Regions from separate parts of the Pan troglodytes genome. Here region 1 is linked to region 2. Evidence: chromatin contacts called from public HiChIP or PLAC-seq data. All regions are on one chromosome and are shown on one strand. The core of a region is the stretch at or near the end of the contact, and the rest is flanking DNA. Distances in the headings are between cores, read along the strand shown.

Region 1 (3,123 bases), core at 403-2,902, 150 kb before region 2:
TGTAACAATTTATGATTATAGTAACAATTTACTACATGTGATCAATTTGAGGGCTTATGAAGGTTTCTCAGCACATCAGCTGATGAGACGACTAATAAATATCCTGAGTCCAAGATGTTCTACATAATTAATCCTCTTGGCAAAGAACAAGAACCAGGGAAAATCGCAAGGAAGAAATGCACAAATGACATGCATGTGGAATTAGGGAGAGATGTTATGTAGGTTACTACGAGGATGACACACTGACATGTGAAAGGTTTCTGGGCGCCACCAGCTCGTTGCAGCACCAACGAGGTTGTGGTTGTTTACACCACGTCGCCCGGAAAAAAGCCGGCAAGCTTCAAGTGGACTATTAAGTCAATAATATTGAAGGGAAAGAAGGGCAACGCAACTGAACATCTGGATGAGCAGATCCCTGCCTAGGCCCCGAGGCAGCTGACCAAGTCCAGATCATTCCCCCTTACGGTCTATGCGCACAAAGAACCAGCTGCTTTAGGTCAGTCCGCCGCCTCCTGCTACCCCTATTACCGTGGCCTTGATTTCAGGCCAGCTAAGGCCAGAGGATGGGGTAAGGGAGGGGAAGAGCCCCGGGAAGGGTCAGCGTCTGCGCCCCAGAGGAGGCTGACCTTCCAGCTCAGGCCCGGGACAGCGCGACCACAGGAACTCCAGGCCCACAGCCGCGCCTCCGCAGCCGGATTCTGAGCGCGGCGCCTCCTTCCTTCCCTTGCTGCTCCACCACCACCTCCGTCTCTGTCTCCGCCGTCGCCAACACCGCCCCCCCTCAGGCCCCTCACAACGCGCAGCCTGCAGCCAGCTGCCTCGCGGCGGAACCCCACCCCACCTCGCCCTTGCTTTCGCTCGCCCTTTTAGGGGGCTTTCCCCGCCCCTTCCCCTATCCAGCGCGCCGAAGCCCCCTGCCCAGAGCTCGGCTTTGCTACCTGGATCCGCTTCTTGTGTCTCCTGCGTTCCGCCATGTTGGCCGCTCCGCCCGGTTCCCTCTGACGTGGAGCGAGGAGGGGGCGGTGGAAACCTCGCGAGAGTGCGCCCCGAGGCCCGTTATGTAATCCGCCGGCTGGCGCCCCTGGAATGGGGAGGTCGGCCGCCTGGCGGGGCCACTGGTCCTTAGCGGTGCCTTCTCTCCCCTCTTCCCTCCGCTCCTGCTGTGCGGGAACTGGAGAATCGTTAGGACGTGGAGGAAGCAGAGAAGTGGATCAGAGAACAGGAGGGCTGGGAAGAGTCCTGGTTTCTCAATCCTGACTGAGCATCTGAATCACCTGAGAAGCTACTAAAATGCAGATTCCCGACCCCACCCCCTTAGAGTCAGAGTCTGTGCATTTAGGGTGCGGCCTTTCTCAGAGGGATCGACTGAGACCTACTGAACCCTAGAAGTCTTTACCTGAGGCAGTTCCTGCAATGTACTGTATATTTCATGACATTCCATGTAAAAGATGACAAGACCGAAACCGTTGAGTGACAGAGATATTAACTGACTTATCTAAGGCTCCACAGGTGGTAGATGGCAGAGCCGAGACCTGAGCCAATTATCTTTTCTCCTGCACTGTGCGGGGTAATACAGCTCGTTTAAAACAAGCTGGAGTCTCCATTCCGTTTTCCGCGTTGCTTCTCACAACTCACTGTTAGAATCCAGAAGTAAGAGAACCCGGGGAAGCGTAAGGAAGATGAATAGGACAAAGATTCTAAGAAGGTGGGAAGGAAGAAGGCTGCAGTCTATTTCAAGTCTGGTGAATTTCAGTCACTGTAGCCTTTATTGTTATTTTAGAGCCACCTAGACCAAAAGAGAAGGAGCTTAAATTGCTGGTAAATGCTTAGATAGAAATTCCCTTGACTGACTTTATAGAGATCTTTAAAGCGTTTTTAATTGTAGAAAATTGGGAAAATTCAGAAAAGAAAGATGTTCTTTTTTTTTTTTTTTTTTTTTTTTGAGGCTGAGTTTCGCTCTATATTGCCCAAGCTGGAGTGCAGTGGCGCAGTCTCGGCTCACTGCATCACCGAACTCCTCGTCTCAACTGATCTCCCTCCTCAGCCTCCTGAGTAGCTGGAACTACAGGCATGCGCCACCACACCTGGCTAATTTTTACTTTTTTTGTGTGGAGATGGAGTTTCCTTATGTTGCCCGGGCGGGTCTTGAACTCCTGGGCTCAAAACGATCCACCTGTCTCTGTCTCCTGAGTAACTGGAACTACAGGCGTGAGCCACTGTGACCGTTCAGTTTATTTTCTTATAGTATTCTGACTTTGTGTGTGTGTGTGCATGTGTGTTTGTATTTATATTTTTTCCTGTTTCCCAAATTGAGATCATATGCAACAAGGCAGCTGCTTTTTTCACTTAATGTTAGGTTGTAAGCGTTTATTATACCATTAAAATTTTTTTCCAGGTTTCCCATATTATATATCTAACCTAAGAGCAATTAAATGTGTAAGTAAGGCAAATTGCAGCATCTTGATGCCTAATTTTTTAATAAAGTAAGATTGCTGAATTTTTTTTTTGGACTATGCAGTTCTGGTCTCGGGAGTCATTTAATTCCTTTCTCCTCTATAATCTATAATTTGGGTGTGTGTATAGTCAGGGATGGGGTGAGAAAGAAGTAATTATTCTTGCCAATTAACCCAAAACATAATATAGAATATGAAATGTCTTTATTTCCTTCAATCCCTCTACCCACCCAGAATGATGAATCTGTTTTGTGCTGTTTTATGTGGACATAAACACTGGACTATTTTATAGGAGACCTGGTCTATAAATGAAAATATTATTGCATTCAGTAGGTATTGAGTGCCTACTAGATAGATGTCAAATGTTAGGTTAGGACTATGGTGGGGAATAAAAAATCCTTTATAGACAATGACTCATCCTCAAGTTACTGCCTTACTATTTTCTTCATCAGCAGAGCTTTAATTTAGTGTCCTCTTGTTCTGTCATTCACTCCTTAGATTACAACAATTTGGTTTCTACCTCCACCATCCAGTGAGAATTATTTTGTCAAACCCAATACCTTCTCTCAGCTAGCATCTTACTCAGTATTTGACAATATTGACTGTTCTTCTTGACTTCTTTTCCTTCTTTGGCATGTATATCAACTTCTTTCTGATTTCTCGTTGACTT
Region 2 (3,288 bases), core at 557-3,056:
CTTTCCACTCCATTCCCTTTCTGGTTCCCCATCCATCTGTTGAGAGCCACTTCCACCATTCAATAAAACCTTGCACTCATTCTCCAAGCCCACTGTGTGATCCGATTTTTCCGGTACACCAAGGCCAGAACCCCAGGATACAGAAAGCCCTCTGTCCTTGCGGTAAGACAGAGGGTCTAACTGAGCTGATTGACACAAGCCGCCTATACACAGCAAAACTGAAAGAGCACCCTGTAACACACGCCTACTGGGGCTTTGCTTCAGCAGCTGTAAGCATTCACCCCTAGACGCTGCGGTGGGTTCGGAGCCCACGTGCCCCACAACCTGCCCGTCTGCATGCTCCCCCTAGAGGTTTGATCAGTGGAGCACCAAAGAAGCAAGCCACACCCCCATTGTTACCGGTAGAAGGTGTCCAGGTTCTTGGCGTCTTGAACAAAGAATTGGACAAAACGCACAAAGCAAGGAAGGAATGAAGGGATTTATTGAAAATGAAAGTATACTCCACAGTGTGGGAGTGGGCCGAGCACAGGGGCTCAAAGACCCCGTTACAAATTTTTTGGGAGTTCAAATATCCCTTAGAGGATTCCATTGGTTACTTAGAGTACGCCCTGTGTAAATGAAGAGGATGAAGTAAGTTTACAAAGTCGTTTATGGTGTACACCCTATGGAGAGGATATTTCCTGTTATAGCCGAAGTGCGAATCGGCCTTATGTTCCCTACCTCCAGACCCTATTTTCCTGCCTCACCATCGCATGCCTTGCAAGGGGGATAAGGAAACTATTACCATTTCAGTATCAAGGAAATGAAACTTACCAGATCATCACATCTGGACAATGAGACACCAGATCCCTCACCCACCATGATTCCCTAAGCGACCACCTGATTCCTGTTGACCAACTCCTCTTCCTTACCCCTCCCTAATTCCTGATTTCCTGCAAGTAGTCACATTTCTTTCTTGCTATGTAAACCCTTGATTCTAGTTGGTTGGGGAGACAGATTTGAGACTGATCTCGGCTGCAGCACCAGATTAAAGCCTTCCTCCCAGGCAATTCTCATTGTTTCAGTGATTGGCATTCAGTAACAGGAGCAGCAGGATCTAGACGGAACCCCTGGCCTTTTAGTAACAGATGTGGATCTGGCCCTGCCCGCCTCCCCGCTGTCTGTACTGATCTGAGTACATTCAAGTACCTGCGCATGCCCAGAACGCACCAAGCATTCTGTCCTCTGGCAGCCTCCTTCGGACCATCCAGATGTCACCTCCTTCAGGAAGCCCTCCCTGGTGGCCCCGCCCTTTGGGAGCACAAAACCCTTTATGCTCCCAAAGCCCAGCGCCTTTATCATGTGCTGATGCTACTCTGCTTCTTCGCTGGCCCGGCGGCCGGTGCACACTTTGCAGGAGCGGGCTTTGTCATAATCTTCTTTGTAGCCCCAGCCCTAGCTCAGCAGCGGAGCCCCTCAAACCTCGGGAACTCCTCCCTGCAAAGGAGCCAGGACGCCCTCCCTCAGGCTGCCTTTAACCAGGGCAGGGTGACAGAGGACCTCCACAGAGTTGGCGGTCACTGCCTTAGCAGTGAGGCCTCAGGGCCCGGGCAGGCACAGCCAGCGGGACTCGAAGCAGGCTGGCGCCGAGGCTCGTGTAGCCGCCTCACAGCTGCAGGCGGACTGTAAGCGCGCGCGCGCGGTCGCCATGGCAGCGCAGCCGCCGCGGCCAGTGGGTGAGAGGAGCATGGGGAGCTCCCGGGAGGCCACTCGTGCGCCGGCCGGGTCCCCGGCTTGGGCCTCCACTCAGGCCATTACTCCGGGCGCGGCCCTGACGGTCCAGCGCGGTAAGAAGTAGGGAGCACGTCTGCGCGGCCTGGCCCAGACAAAACGCGCGAGGGGCGCCGGGGTCGCACGGCCGGAGTCCTCCCAGCAGCCCGCCAGCCCAAGGCGGCGAGGCGGGAGGGGTGCCCCTGTGAACCCCAGCTGTGGCCAGAGGTTTGGGGCGCCCAGAAACGAGGGCAGGAGAGGAGTCCCCGGTCGCCCTTTGCGACCGAGGGCAGGAGAGGAGTCCACGGAGAGGAGTCCCCGTGGGTCCGCCCTTTGCGCGATAGGTTGTGCAGATGGTGTCTGTCGCCGTGCTCTCAGGGTCTCCGGGAGGGGGTGGCGGGGGGGGCTCTTCTCAGCCCCCTTTTTGTGAAAGTCCCAGAGAGCAGGTCACAGGGGGGCATGAGGGTCTTGATACTGTTTCTGACTTTGCACCTCTGTACTATCTCCGTTTTAAATATTTCTGCGCCCCTGATCAGCAAGTTAAGCACCTACCCTGAACGGCCACCCCCTACCCGCCATTTCTGTTTTATATGCTTGTTTTAAAGTCTGTCTGTGGATACGGAACTGTGTTCGGAGGCTGGCTTAATAATACTGCATCCAGGAGATGGGCAGTGTTAGGCTCTGCCTTTAGCATGAGAGGAAATTTAAGCTGGGATAACAACTTGTTCAAATGTACACACTGCGGATTCTGGATAGGGCACCCACGTTCTGACTCATGCTCATCGCTTAGATTTCCCAGTGCTTGGCTAAGTATAGAAAAGCATGTTTTGGAGGGATCTACCTCCTAAGTAAGTCCTTTCTGTGGAAATTGTTAAAAAGTGGCTGCCAGAGGCGTGGATGAAAAAATGAAATTTGGGTTAGGTTCTTGACATTTTCCTGCGTAGCTGGGTTATTTCCTAGTTTTTGCTTTACAATTTGAAGGCTATTTTCCTTCTAATATGAATACAATATAGGAAATAAATTCATTGGTGCCACAAAATCCTGGCATACAAAATACGTAGGTGAATTTTAAATCAAAGGAAGGGTAGCAGAAACTTTTAAATACTGTAAATCTCTGGCTAGCTTGTTAAATAAGAATATTTCCATAACTTTGTTTAGCTGTATTTAGCTCGTAGTCTAAGATTCCTTCATGCCTTCGCGAAAATGAATTGTAGTCTGACACATTTCTGTGCCCTCGGAGATTCTCAGGGCAATTTTTCTCTTAATACCAAGGAAGACAGTGGGAAAGAAAGAAGCCCAGTGGGAGCCCAGCTCCAACTTCTATTTGGGATCTACTTGCTTTGTTTCCTGGGGAGGACGCTAAAGCAGCATTTTCTAGATTGCATTCCAAGTGAGGTTTTTGTTTTGTTTTGTTTTTGAGATGGAGTCTCCTCTGTCGCCCAGGCTGGAGTGCAGTGGCGCGATCTCTGCTCACTGCAACCTTGTAACCTCCACCTCCCGCATTCAAGCGATTCTGTCGCCTCAGCCTCCCAAGTAGCT

The links. HiChIP or PLAC-seq counts read pairs in DNA pulled down with a chosen protein or histone mark.
Region 1: a contact with region 2 is called in an H3K4me3 HiChIP or PLAC-seq map of stem cell-derived excitatory neurons, with 4 times the contacts expected there. The contact joins the promoter of SEC62 here to the promoter of LRRIQ4 in region 2. A contact is called at or near these places in 1 of 7 Hi-C or Micro-C datasets (stem cell-derived neural progenitor cells) and 1 of 1 datasets of contacts at active chromatin or transcription factors (stem cell-derived excitatory neurons).

What each region holds. Positions count from the first base shown.
Region 1 is chr2:173,120,403-173,123,525 of NHGRI_mPanTro3-v2.0_pri, reverse strand. It overlaps SEC62 (SEC62 homolog, preprotein translocation factor), which reads right to left and starts at 1,652. Exons shown (of 9, transcript XM_063806376.1): 1 at 1,397-1,652; 2 at 939-1,157. The coding sequence starts at 1,441. LOC744515 (a long non-coding RNA gene) reads left to right here and starts at 1,038. Exons shown (of 2, transcript XR_001713792.2): 1 at 1,038-1,818.
Region 2 is chr2:172,966,905-172,970,192 of NHGRI_mPanTro3-v2.0_pri, reverse strand. It overlaps LRRIQ4 (leucine rich repeats and IQ motif containing 4), which reads right to left and starts at 1,806. Exons shown (of 6, transcript XM_516869.7): 1 at 1,189-1,806. The coding sequence starts at 1,196. It overlaps LRRC34 (leucine rich repeat containing 34), which reads left to right and starts at 1,227. Exons shown (of 11, transcript XM_516868.9): 1 at 1,227-1,826. The coding sequence starts at 1,688.